2 separate regions of the Mus musculus genome follow, and region 2 is linked to region 1. A link is a contact called in public Hi-C data. All regions are on one chromosome and are shown on one strand. The core of a region is the stretch at or near the end of the contact, and the rest is flanking DNA. Distances in the headings are between cores, read along the strand shown. Region 1 has its middle 11 kb from the start of Gm40434. Region 2 overlaps Gm46353.

What was found. Hi-C and Micro-C count contacts between places; a contact is called where the count stands out from the background.
Region 2: a contact with region 1 is called in a Hi-C map of the AML12 cell line, with 1.8 times the contacts expected there. The contact joins two enhancer-like sites. A contact is called at or near these places in 11 of 39 promoter capture datasets (the 3T3-L1 cell line, the C10 cell line, the HPC-7 cell line and 9 more), 3 of 15 datasets of contacts at CTCF or cohesin (CD8 T cells, the NIH/3T3 cell line and large pre-B cells), 23 of 484 Hi-C or Micro-C datasets (the AML12 cell line, CD8 T cells, the N1E-115 cell line and 15 more), 14 of 115 datasets of contacts at active chromatin or transcription factors (the 230-238 cell line, CD8 T cells, the HPC-7 cell line and 10 more) and 1 of 9 other capture datasets (liver).

Annotation. Positions count from the first base shown.
Region 1 is chr12:69,447,390-69,453,484 of GRCm38.p6, forward strand. No RefSeq gene overlaps it. Among named protein-coding and RNA genes, the nearest start is that of Gm40434, 11 kb to the right of the region's middle. Within about 2 kb of position 3,927, at least 88 of the 459 cell types and tissues checked have an H3K27ac peak or open chromatin away from gene starts, as enhancers often do. A contact at or near this core is called in the AML12 cell line, where this site is marked.
Region 2 is chr12:69,551,697-69,558,260 of GRCm38.p6, forward strand. It overlaps Gm46353, which reads left to right. Exons shown (of 2, transcript XM_017315325.2): 1 at 1-17; 2 at 1,188-2,823. The coding sequence ends at 1,537. Among named protein-coding and RNA genes, the nearest start is that of Gm46353, 4.3 kb to the left of the region's middle. Within about 2 kb of position 4,990, at least 65 of the 459 cell types and tissues checked have an H3K27ac peak or open chromatin away from gene starts, as enhancers often do. A contact at or near this core is called in the AML12 cell line, where this site is marked.

The DNA of each region.
Region 1 (6,095 bases), core at 2,677-5,176:
GAAGTCGAGGGTGAGGTCAGCAGAGACAGTTATTTATATCTGGATGATGTATAGCGAAAGCACACACTTTCATTCTGTCATCACGGAACCAGTTCATACAAGAGGAAGGGCGTATCTTGCCTTGTTGAAGATCTACTGCTCTAAGATTTCTAGTGTGGTTTAAATTTGGGGTGATGTGTATGGGGCTCTGTGGTATTAGAAGGGTGACTGACCACATATGTTCGTCCTTCAGCCCGTTTTGTGGATAACATGGCTCACTTTCATTGCTTCCAGATCGATTGAGACTGAGGGGTTTTGTTTTTTTTTTTTTTTTTTTTTTTGCTAACTTTCCCAAGATGATCTACAGTGTGAGCAGGTGCGTGTGTGTGTGTGTGTGTGTGTGTGTGTGTGTGTTTTGGGGGGTTTAACATAGGATTAAGAGTCCCTGGGTCTCTGTCATATTTAAGGACGTCTTCTAGCTTTGCCATCTTTACAGCGCTTGAGTTCTGATGTTTTTTCCTCCCCCGGGCTCTTTTCATTATGGGAAATGAAAATGTTTGAGGACAAACATGTCAGAATTGTGAGGGAGAAACTTGGCAGTGGGACGAACTGTGTGATATGCTTGACAAGAATTGAGAAACAACACACCTCAGAAGCTCAGACAGTTCTCATCTTCTGGTTCAGAAAAATGACTCAGAAACCACACAAGGGGAAGCACCCCTGCAGCTCCGGGAAGGCTCTCTCTCAGCCAGTCTTCTCTAAGGAGTCAGCAGCGGCCATTTCCGCACAGCAAGATGTGGCATCTGAGGGAAAGGCAGTGGAGCTCTGCTCCACCAGGGAGGCAGGAAGTGAAAGAGAGAATGGTTGTCCTGCAGAAGGAGAAGAGTTGGGCAAACACTCTGAAAGGCAAATATCTGTAATGATGGGGCAAGGAGAAACTCCGAGTGGCGGGAAACAGACGTGCCTTGGCATAAACACTGAGATTTTTTTTTCTGGGGTTTGCTTAACCCCTGTCTTTGAATGTTTGCCTTTTACGAGAATAAACATGGTTTAATAGTGAGCAAATATTAGTTCACATAATTAGAACCTGTTGAGTTGAACAGGAAACACTGAAGGGAAGCCTGCAGGTGCTTGCAAGCAAGGCTGAAAAGAGGTTCTCGGTATGTAGATTCCCTCTCTGTCCCCCAACAACGGGAGTGCCCTTGAATGGAGCCAGGGTGGGTGGAAGAGGAAATAGACAACTTGTAAAAAGCATGAACAACGCAGGAAGGCTCTGGACATGTTAGTGAGGCTCGTCCAGCACAGGGGAGGTGTCAAAGGTATCTCGGATTTTCAGTTTTGTTCATCGAAGGGGTGTGGGCATCTCACATCCTACCCCTGTCCCTTTCAGAATATGAAATTTGTAAGCTTTCTCCACCTTAGGGTTTGAGTCTATTATCAACTTCATTTCAGGTTTCACAAACTAAAGAAAGGGTTCACTCAGACTGAAGGGGGAGGAAGAGAAAGAGGAGGGAGAGATGGAAGAGAAAGAAGAGTCATTTGCTTTCTCAAATCCAAGTTTCTCTCTGCAAGTGGTTTTCTTTTTTTTTTTTAATTAAATTTATTTATTTATTCCCTATACAACCCAATACCAGCCCTTCCTCTCCTCCCAGTCCTCACACAAGTCTTCCCCCAATTCTCCCTCCCCCTTCTCTTCAGTTTGTGAAACCAGACACACTTAATCTAATAGAACAGAAAGTGAGGAATAACCTTGAACTCACCAGTACAGGACACAACTTCCTGAGGAGAGAACATCAATGGCTCAGGTGCTAAGGTCGAAAAGTAATAAATGGGACCGCATAAAACTGAAAAGCTTCTGTAAGTCAAAAGATACCATCATCAGGACAAAATGACAGCCTATAGATTGGGAAAAGATCTTCACTAACCCTACATCCCACAGAGAGCTAACATCCAAAATATATAAAGAACTCAAGAAGCTAGACACCAACAATCCAAATAACCCAATTTAAAAAACGGGGTGCAGAGCTAAACAAAATTCTCAACAGAAGAATCCTGAATGACCGAGACGCACCTAAAGAAATGTACAACATCCTTAGTCATCAGGGAAATGCAAATCAAAACGACCCTGAGGTTCCACCTCACACCAGTCAGAATGGCTAAGATCAAAACCTCAAAGGACTGCACATGCTGGTGAGGTTGTGTAGCAAGGGGATCACTCCTCCATTGCTGTGGGATCGCCAACTGGTACAACCACTCTGGAAGTCAATTTGGTGGTTTCTCAGAAGGTTAGGAATCGTTCTACTTCAAGACTCAACTATACCATTCTGAGGCATATCCCCAAAAGATGCTTCTGGGGGAAGTTGTGTGAGTTCTTCCCTTCTGTCTTGCAATTCTTACATTCCCAGGTCTGGTTACATTAGGGCAGAGCCAGCAGCCAGCAGCCCTCATCCTCAGGCTGCTGGTGTTGAATGTGAGGTTGCCCAGCTCTGACTGCGGGGAGTCCTTTCCAAAGCTGAGTGAGGACAAATCAATAACTGGCTGCACGGCTCTCCATAACACACAGGAAGATGTGACATACATCGTGGGAGAAAAACAAAAAAATCATTGATGGAAAAATTGATCTTACTAGGGAGATTCATCTGTGCTGACATTTGAAATGGACCTGAAACATGGGCTGAATATTGACATTGAAAAAAGGGTGTCAGGCTGGAGAGATGGCTCAGTAGTTAAGAGCACTGGTTGCTCTTCCAGAAGTCCTGAGTTCATTTCCCAGCAACCACATGGCGGCTCATTAATGTCTGCAACTCCAGTTCCAGGGAATGTGACGCCCTCAAACACTAATGCACCTAAAATAAAAATAAATAATTTAAAAAAGGGTGTCACTGGTATTTTTATGGTATGGTGTGTGTGTACACATGTGCACATACATGCGGAGAAGTCAGGCTCCTCTTCAGTCACTCTAGACCTTATTTTCGAAACAGTTTCTCTCACCGAGCCTGGCTCACACTGATTTGGCTAGACTGGCTGGCTTTCTGTCTCCCAAGAAGTGCCATCTCTGCCCTTTCCGAGCTGGCGTGACATTGAAATGAATGTTGGAGATCGGAATGCAGGTCCTTCTGTTTGTACAACAAATCTTTAACAATTGAACCATCTCCCCAGCCTCTGTGTTACGGTGGTATTTCTAGTTCCGGTTGCGTCTATATCTAACCAGTCCTGGCACTTTTGCAGGGCTGGTCTTAGCTGGCTCTCCCGCTCACTGGAACGTCCTGACTATATTTCAGCAGGCGAGCTTTCACCTACTTACAGCTTATGTAGCCTACCTGGGCTATAAGGTAGGCAGTGGCCCTGTCTGGCCAATAAGAAAAACATAATTGCACAGTGATTGGTAATTGATTCTTGGGTAAGCTTGTGCTTCAGTTTGGACTAGTTTGGGAGGCCTTTTTTTTTTTTTCTTTTTTATTCTTTTTTAATTAATGAATTTACTTTAAAAAGAAGAAGAAGAAGAAGTATATGGGGCAGGGCCTCTTCTTTCTGCTGGGCTCTCATCCTGAGGCTTCCTGGGACCTGTCCACAGAGCAACATGTCTAGGAGTACAGCTATCCTTCTATCCTTCATTTGAGCAATCGGAGCCATCAGAAGTGAAACTCTACTTTGAACACTTTAGGAGTGTGAGCCAGTGAGCTCACTTTTAAAGTCATCTTGCACTCTTCCCTAGCAAGGAAAAAAAATCGTACAGAAGTCTTCACTCATTTCCTTTAAGAAGCAGCTGTGGTAGGGGAAGCTGCAGCTATAAAGGGCGTTCCTAAGCTTTTCCACTAGCTGCCTTCCAGGCGAGCTTTTTAGCCCATGGCAACAAAGACCTTCGGACTTGACTCTTAAACTCTCCGGTCTGAGATTTTTTAAAACCATGGCTGACGTCTATGTACTGTGTACTTTTCCATGAATCAGAGAAGAAATATGCAGCCCTGGAGCCACAGAGCATCCAAACTGCCAATCTGTCCTTTGTGCCTCTCCAAGTCTTGTTTTCCATGTGTCACATGACAGCTGGATTTATTAACGGTTGGGTCAATAGATTATCAAGAAAAGATCTATTAACCAAGAAGTAAATTCATTTGTGAAAGAATTACACAGAGGCAGAAGTGTGTCTCTACAGTGTGTCTTCTGCTCCTCTAGGAAAACTCCTGGCTAAAGGCTGCTTCCGAAACTGTAAGAACATCATATCTTTCCCTGTGTGCTGCTATGTATGCCTCTGTTACTAAGAAGGTTTGCCCACGGTCTCTCTGAAGTTCAAACAGCTAGTCAAGGGAGTTTCTGACCCTATTTTAGAGGTGGACAATGAGGTAGACACTGATAGTCAGTATTCATCTATTTTCTCCTTGGTCCCCACAGTCAGACAGACAGATGCAGGTACGGAGTGTTTCCAGGTCAAACTTGAGGCTCTCCTAGGTGTTTGCTCTGGACTCTGCTTAGCTGTGGATGTCCTTGTAATATGGTTCTGGCTATTGTAAAGTGTGGAAATCTTCTGAGGAGTCCTGGAAAGCGGTGCTTTCTAGATATGAAACCTGGCATTTGTGGCTTCTTCCTATCTGGGACATGCGTGTGAGGCTAGCGACAAAGACACCATGTTGTAGCCTTGAGGTAACCACAAAGAAGAAAGACACATGTGAAGGATAGTGGGGCAGGAAAAAACAAAACAAAACCCAAAACAGAAACGATTGAGCAGCTAGCTAATTAATCCAGTAGGGGCAGGGTTCTGTTAGACAACCAAATGTGACCCCCAACTGATTCTGAGAACCTGGGCTGGAAGTTGAGGGTCTTGCTCACACTTCCACCAGAAGTGAGTCTTGGTGTTGCAGAAGATGCAGAATACACCCAGAGAGCACATCCCAGTTTGGTGTTGGGGAGACAGCTGCATGAAGAAACGTTCACAGCATCCTTGAGGTTGTCGTGGGAAGCTGTGGGAGCGACAAGAGGCAAAGCAGAAGTGGAGATGAAGTTGGGTGGACAGAAAGGAAAGCTGAGAAAGGAGATTCTAGCTGGACAAGAGGAGTGGAGAGAGGTAGCATGGAGGAGCCGGGGCCTACAAGCCGGCATGGTGGGGACATGGAGCAGAAGGCAGGCAGGCATGTGAAGGCGGCTGCAGAGACGGCTCATTCAGCCATCGCTACAGAATTAGCCGCCGTCAAAACCAAGTGGCTTAACTCCAGTTAATATCACTTCCCAGAATTCTACAGTTTGAGTTGGATGCAGCTGGATGGTTCTGCTTATAGAGTGTCAGTTGGGGTCTCAACACTCACAAACAAAACAACAAAACAAAACAAAATAAAAAAGACTTCTTTACTTGGCTATCTGGTGCCTCCATTCGACTGCCTAGGCCTCCCTCTCTCCCTTTAGCTTGGGTTTCTGCGTAGCATGGTGACCTCCATATGGTTGGACTTCTTTCCACGTGCAGGCTTCCAGGTGAGAGTCGAAGGTATTGCCAGTGCACTAAATGTGTGGACCCAGAAGTACCAGAGCATTGTTTCATTGTAAGCTCCATCTTAAAAGCATTTTGTTGCTCAAAGCACATCTCAAGGCCTGCCTGGTTAATGCAGAAAGTATCTTCTACTTCTGGTGGGAGAGAGGTGGGTTAGCAGTGGACTTCTTAGACTACCTGTGCAGCGGCCAGGAAGGGCAAAGATGAAGGATGACCAGTCTGTTTCTCTGGGAGGTTGATCTATCTGTGCGTCATACCCTGAGTTTCTGCTTCATGGCTGAAATTGGAGAGGAGAGTTCCTTTCAGACCCCTGACTCATCATAAGGAGCTCAGAGCAGAGTGGCTGGGTAAGGACCGGGCTTTGGACCGCCTTTCATCTCCATGTGAGATGGATTAAGCACAAAGCTGTACACGTGTCATGGAGATGCCTGAACTGAGCCTCAGAGTCTTCTCCGGGAGTCCACAGAGATGAGGGGAACTGAGCCGGGTGCTAGTTGGAGACAGGGTCAGAGCTAAGGCTGCGGCGACCTCGGTGAATCACTGAATCCTGACTAAACCGAGAGACCAGCCAAAGAATCCTCTAACACCTGCAGAAAGGATGAGCAAGAGAGAAGGGGGATGCAGCATCAACTCCAGATTC
Region 2 (6,564 bases), core at 3,740-6,239, 110 kb after region 1:
CCTAAAGATGGCAGAAGGTAAGAAGCTAAATGTTTATACTGATAGCCGCTATGCCTTTGCTACCGCCCATGTCCATGGAGAAATATATAGGAGACGTGGGTTGCTCACCTCAGAAGGCAAGGAGATCAAGAACAAGGGCGAAATCTTGGCCTTACTGAAAGCTCTCTTTCTGCCCAAAAGACTCAGTATAATTCACTGCCCAGGACATCAGAAAGGCAATAGTGCTGAAGCTAAAGGCAACCGAATGGCGGACCAGGCAGCCCGGGAAGCAGCCATGGGGACTGACACAAAGGCCTCCTCACTTCTCATAGAGACCTCAACCCCGTACACTCCAGACTTCTTCCATTATACTGAAACAGATATAAAGAACCTACGAGAGTTGGGAGCCACATATGATAGAGAGAAAAAATATTGGGTCCTGCAAGGTAAACCTGTGATGCCTGACCAGTTCACCTTTGAATTATTAGACTTCCTTCACCAGCTCACCCACCTTAGCTATCAGAAGATGAGGGCACTTCTAGACAGAAAAGAAAGCCCTTATTACATGCTAAATAAAGATAAGATCCTCCACGAGGTGGCGGAATCATGCCAAGCCTGTGTCCAAGTAAATGCCAGTAAAGCTAAGGTCGGTCCCGGGGTGCGAGTAAGAGGACATCGACCAGGCACCCATTGGGAAATTGACTTTACTGAAGTAAGGCCCGGACTGTATGGGCATAAGTATCTTCTGGTGTTTGTGGACACGTTCTCTGGCTGGGTGGAAACCTTCCCAACCAAGCATGAGACTGCCAAAGTTGTGACCAAAAAGCTTCTAGAAGAAATATTTCCAAGGTTTGGAATGCCCCAAGTATTGGGGACTGATAATGGGCCTGCCTTCGTCTCCCAGGTAAGTCAGTCGGTGGCCAAGCTACTGGGGATTGATTGGAAACTACATTGTGCTTACAGACCCCAGAGTTCAGGTCAGGTAGAAAGAATGAATAGGACAATCAAGGAGACTTTGACCAAATTAACGCTTGCAACTGGCACTAGAGACTGGGTACTCCTACTTCCCTTGGCCCTCTACCGAGCCCGCAACACTCCGGGCCCCCATGGACTCACTCCGTATGAAATCCTGTATGGGGCGCCCCCGCCCCTTGTTAATTTCCATGATCCTGAAATGTCAAAGTTTACTAATAGCCCCTCTCTCCAAGCTCACTTACAGGCCCTCCAAGCAGTACAACGAGAGGTCTGGAAGCCTCTGGCCGCTGCCTATCAGGACCAACAAGACCAGCCTGTGATACCACACCCCTTCCGTGTCGGCGACACCGTGTGGGTACGCCGGCACCAGACTAAGAACTTGGAACCTCGCTGGAAAGGACCCTACACCGTCCTGCTGACCACCCCCACCGCTCTCAAAGTAGACGGCATCGCTGCGTGGATCCACGCCGCTCACGTAAAAGCGGCGACAACCCCTCCGGCCGGAACAGCATCAGGACCGACATGGAAGGTCCAGCGTTCTCAAAACCCCTTAAAGATAAGATTAACCCGTGGGCCCCCCTGATAGTCCTGGGGATCTTAATAAGGGCAGGAGTATCAGTACCACATGACAGCCCTCATCAGGTCTTCAATGTTACTTGGAGAGTTACCAACTTAATGACAGGACAAACAGCTAATGCTACCTCCCTCCTGGGGACAATGACCGATGCCTTTCCCAAACTGTACTTTGACTTGTGCGATTTAATAGGGGACGACTGGGATGAGACTGGACTCGGGTGTCGCACTCCCGGGGGAAGAAAAAGGGCAAGAACATTTGACTTCTATGTTTGCCCCGGGCATACTGTACCAACAGGGTGTGGAGGCCCGAGAGAGGGCTACTGTGGCAAATGGGGCTGTGAGACCACTGGACAGGCATACTGGAAGCCATCATCATCATGGGACCTAATTTCCCTTAAGCGAGGAAACACCCCTCGGAATCAGGGCCCCTGTTATGATTCCTCAGCGGTCTCCAGTGGCATCCAGGGTGCCACACCGGGGGGTCGATGCAATCCCCTAGTCCTAGAATTCACTGACGCGGGTAAAAAGGCCAGCTGGGATGGCCCCAAAGTATGGGGACTAAGACTGTACCGATCCACAGGAACCGACCCGGTGACCCGGTTCTCTTTGACCCGCCAGGTCCTCAATATAGGGCCCCGCATCCCCATTGGGCCTAATCCCGTGATCACTGACCAGTTACCCCCCTCCCGACCCGTGCAGATCATGCTCCCCAGGCCTCCTCAGCCTTCCCCTACAGGCGCAGCCTCTATACAACCTGGGACGGGAGACAGACTGCTGAACCTGGTAGATGGAGCCTACCAAGCACTCAACCTCACCAGTCCTGACAAAACCCAAGAGTGCTGGTTGTGTCTGGTATCGGGACCCCCCTATTACGAAGGGGTTGCCGTCCTAGGTACCTACTCCAACCATACCTCTGCCCCAGCTAACTGCTCCGTGGCCTCCCAACACAAGCTGACCCTGTCCGAAGTAACCGGACAGGGACTCTGCGTAGGAGCAGTTCCCAAAACCCATCAGGCCCTGTGTAATACCACCCAGAATACAAGCGACGGGTCCTACTATCTGGCTGCTCCCGCCGGGACCATTTGGGCTTGCAACACCGGGCTCACTCCCTGCCTATCTACTACTGTACTCAACCTCACCACCGATTACTGTGTCCTGGTTGAGCTCTGGCCAAAGGTGACCTACCACTCCCCTGGTTATGTTTATGGCCAGTTTGAGAGAAAAACCAAATATAAAAGAGAGCCGGTGTCATTAACTCTGGCCCTGCTGTTGGGAGGACTTACTATGGGCGGCATAGCTGCAGGAGTAGGAACAGGGACTACAGCCCTAGTGGCCACCAAGCAATTCGAGCAGCTCCAGGCAGCCATACATACAGACCTTGGGGCCTTAGAAAAATCAGTCAGTGCCCTAAAAAAGTCTCTGACCTCGTTGTCTGAGGTGGTCCTACAGAACCGGAGAGGATTAGATCTACTGTTCCTAAAAGAAGGAGGATTATGTGCTGCCCTAAAAGAAGAATGCTGTTTCTACGCGGACCACACTGGCGTAGTGAGAGATAGCATGGCAAAGCTAAGAGAAAGGTTAAACCAGAGACAAAAATTGTTCGAATCAGGACAAGGGTGGTTTGAGGGACTGTTTAACAGGTCCCCATGGTTCACGACCTTGATATCCACCATTATGGGCCCCTTGATAATACTCTTATTAATCCTACTCTTCGGACCCTGTATTCTCAACCGCTTGGTCCAGTTTGTAAAAGACAGAATTTCGGTGGTGCAGGCCCTGGTTCTGACCCAACAGTATCACCAACTCAAATCAATAGGTCCAGAAGAAGTGGAATCACGTGAATAAAAGATTTTATTCAGTTTCCAGAAAGAGGGGGGAATGAAAGACCCCACCATAAGGCTTAGCAAGCTAGCTGCAGTAACGCCATTTTGCAAGGCATGAAAAAGTACCAGAGCTGGGTTCTCAAAAGTTACAAGGAAGTTCAGTTATAGATTAACAGTTAAAGATCAAGGCTGAATAGCACTGGGACAGGGGCCGAACAGGATATCGGTGGTCAAGCACCTGGGCCCCGGCTCAGGGCCAAGAACAGATGGTTCTCAGATAAAGCGGAACCAGCAACAGACACAGAAGCCCCGATAGACGTCAGTGTTAGCAGAACTAGCTTCACTGATTTAGAAAAATAGAGGTGCACAGTGCTCTGGTCACTCCTTGAACCTGTGTGTCTGCCAATGTTCTGACCAGATATGTGCCCATTGCTGAACCTTCATTAGACTCTTTCCTTGTACCCCTCCCCTACCCATTTCTTGAAAATAGACATTGTTTAGATCTAAAAAGTCCCACCTCAGTTTCCCCAAATGACCGGGAAGTACCCCAAACCTTATTCGAACTAACCAACCAGCTCGCTTCTCGCTTCTGTAACCGCGCTTTTTGCTCCCCAGCCCTAGCCCTATAAAAAGGGTAAAAACTCCACACTCGGCGCGCCAGTCCTCCGATAGACTGAGTCGCCCGGGTACCCGTGTTCCCAATAAAGCCTCTTGCTGTTTACATCCGAATCGTGGACTCGCTGATCCTTGGGAGGGTCTCCTCAGATTGATTGACTGCCCACCAGGGGGGTCTTTCAAGACCAGGCTGGCCTTGAACTCAGAAATCTGCCTGCCTTTGCCTCCCAAGTGCTGGGATCAAAGGTGTGTGCCACCACTGTCCAGCTTAAGGATTCAATTTCTAAACAAGGTCATGCTTACAGTTTCACTTCAGGAATCAGGACTTAAACATCAGCTCCACCATTGTCAGCTGCCTCTGCCCATGGGCTTGGAAGACCGAGCAGAAAATCGGGGGTCTTTCAGCGTCTCTGGGCCACACTGCTCTAAGAACAGTCTTATGTCACGCATTAAAATCCCGTGTGTCCCATATAGCCCACAGTGTAGACTGTCTTCACAGAATTCTGTCAGAGCAATCTCTCTCCTTTTGCTCTTTTAAGCCTGGGAATCTCTGTGCTGTTTGACTTAGTGGGGGAGGGGACAAGGATCAGGAATTATGTGACCTGCCCACACTCCTGGAACTTCAAGTCCTGGAGGCTGGAGGAGGCAGGAATCCAGCCTGGACTCTGCAGCATACCACACCAATCAGGACCTTTGATCTGTTTATGCCAGCACCCCACGAATCCAGGCCTACTGTTTTCTCCACGGTCTGCTCCCTCAGCCTGCCAGCTAGCCTGTCTACTCTTTGTGTTCCAGTTTGCTTGCGTTCAACTTCATGTTTCCTTTATTTCTCCCATGGGGCCTAGTTTAGAGCCAAGCTTGGGTAGACCGCTGGGCACATTTTGTTGATAGAGTAACCTGGGTCTGACTCAATAGGAGATTCAGTTTCTAGCATGGAAGCAGGAGTTTTAACAAGGCCGGGCATCCACTGCCAATATGTGCTGTGAAAGGACACAGTAAAGTCATACCACATGTGGACAAGTTAATAATGTGGTTGAGTTTGTGCCGTCCTTGGAAATAAAGGGCAAGGCCAGAACTTACATCATGGTGAGTTCAGGGCTAATCTGCAAAGCTTGTCACAGCTGACAGCTTTAATTTTCTCCTGCTATGTCTGCAGCCAGCAGTGTTTCTCCACCACTATATGACTTAGCACTAATTAAGCCCTCCAGCCTATGTGGGAATCTGTGAAATGCATGAAGCAGAGGAACAGCTGAAATCTCAAAAGGCTTGGGTGGAGAAGTCGCTTTAGCTTATGCTGAGCCTAGAACACACACCCCGAGATGCATTTAGAGGGAAGGTGGCTTTTGTAAGGCTGAGTTCTACTTGTTTATCTGAAACAGCATGGAGAGACAGCTCAATGGTTAAGATTAGAGGTTCAATTCCCAGCACCTACGTGGCAGCTCACAACCATCTGTAACTCCCGTTCCAGAGAATTTGATGTCCTCTTCTGGCCTCCACAGGCACGAGGGGCTGGAGTGCTAGCTGGTGCTGATAAATACAGAAAATGCCTTACATGGTGACCATCTCCGAGGCCCCGGCAGGAAAAGGTCACATGATTTTCTCCTTCTCTGTCATGAACATGTCAACCCAAGGAAATCAGATTTCATACTCCCTCTCACCACAGTTTAAAACATTTTAATTGGTTTGTACATTCATTCAGTAGATTTGTTATCTTCTGACTTCCCGGTCAATGGTGGTTTGAATAAGAACAGCCTCCAGCTGGGCAGTGGTGGCTCACACCTTTAATCCCAGCACTTGGGAGGCAGAGGCAGGCGAATTTCTGAGTTCAAGGCCAGCCTGGTCTACAGAGTCAGTTCCAGAACAGCCAGGGCTACACAGAGAAACCCTGTCTCAAAAAACCAAAACAACAACAACAACAAAAAACCCAGCCTACATATGTCATAGATTTGAATGCTTAGCCATCAGGGAGTGGCACTACTTAGAAAGATTAGGAGGTGCAGCCTTGTTGGAAGAAGTGTCCCTGGGTTTAAGGTTTCAGGTACTCAAGCCAAGCCTAGTGTCACTCTCTCTACTGCCTGTGGATCCAGATGTCAGACTCTCAGCGTCCTCTCCAGCACCATGTCTGCCTGTGTGCTAGTATGCTTCCCATGATGATGATGATGGACTAAGCCTTTAAGACTGTAAACCAGCCCCAATTAAATGCTTTCCTTTATAAGAACTGCCATGGTGCCTCTTCATAGCAATGAAAACCCTAAGGCACTGTCAGACCACACAGCAAAGCTATATGCTATGTGAAGATCTGGTCAGATAGGAAGGTAGCAAGATCCAGTACCTAGTATCCAGAATTCTCCTGGAGAGAGGCTGTGCAGCCTCTTGTACCATCCTTTGCACAGATGAATTAAAAATCTAAAGTACAAATATTCCCTGACAATTCCCTTATAAATAACAACAAAACAAGCCAACAAACAAATTTAGTCCCGGTTGAAATACCCTTTACTAGATGATGGTTAGATTCTGAAAGATCCAGACAGTGAATTTGAGTCCGAGGAAGCAGCAAGAAACTGCAGCACGCCACCAGAAGATTCTTGGTGCCTTT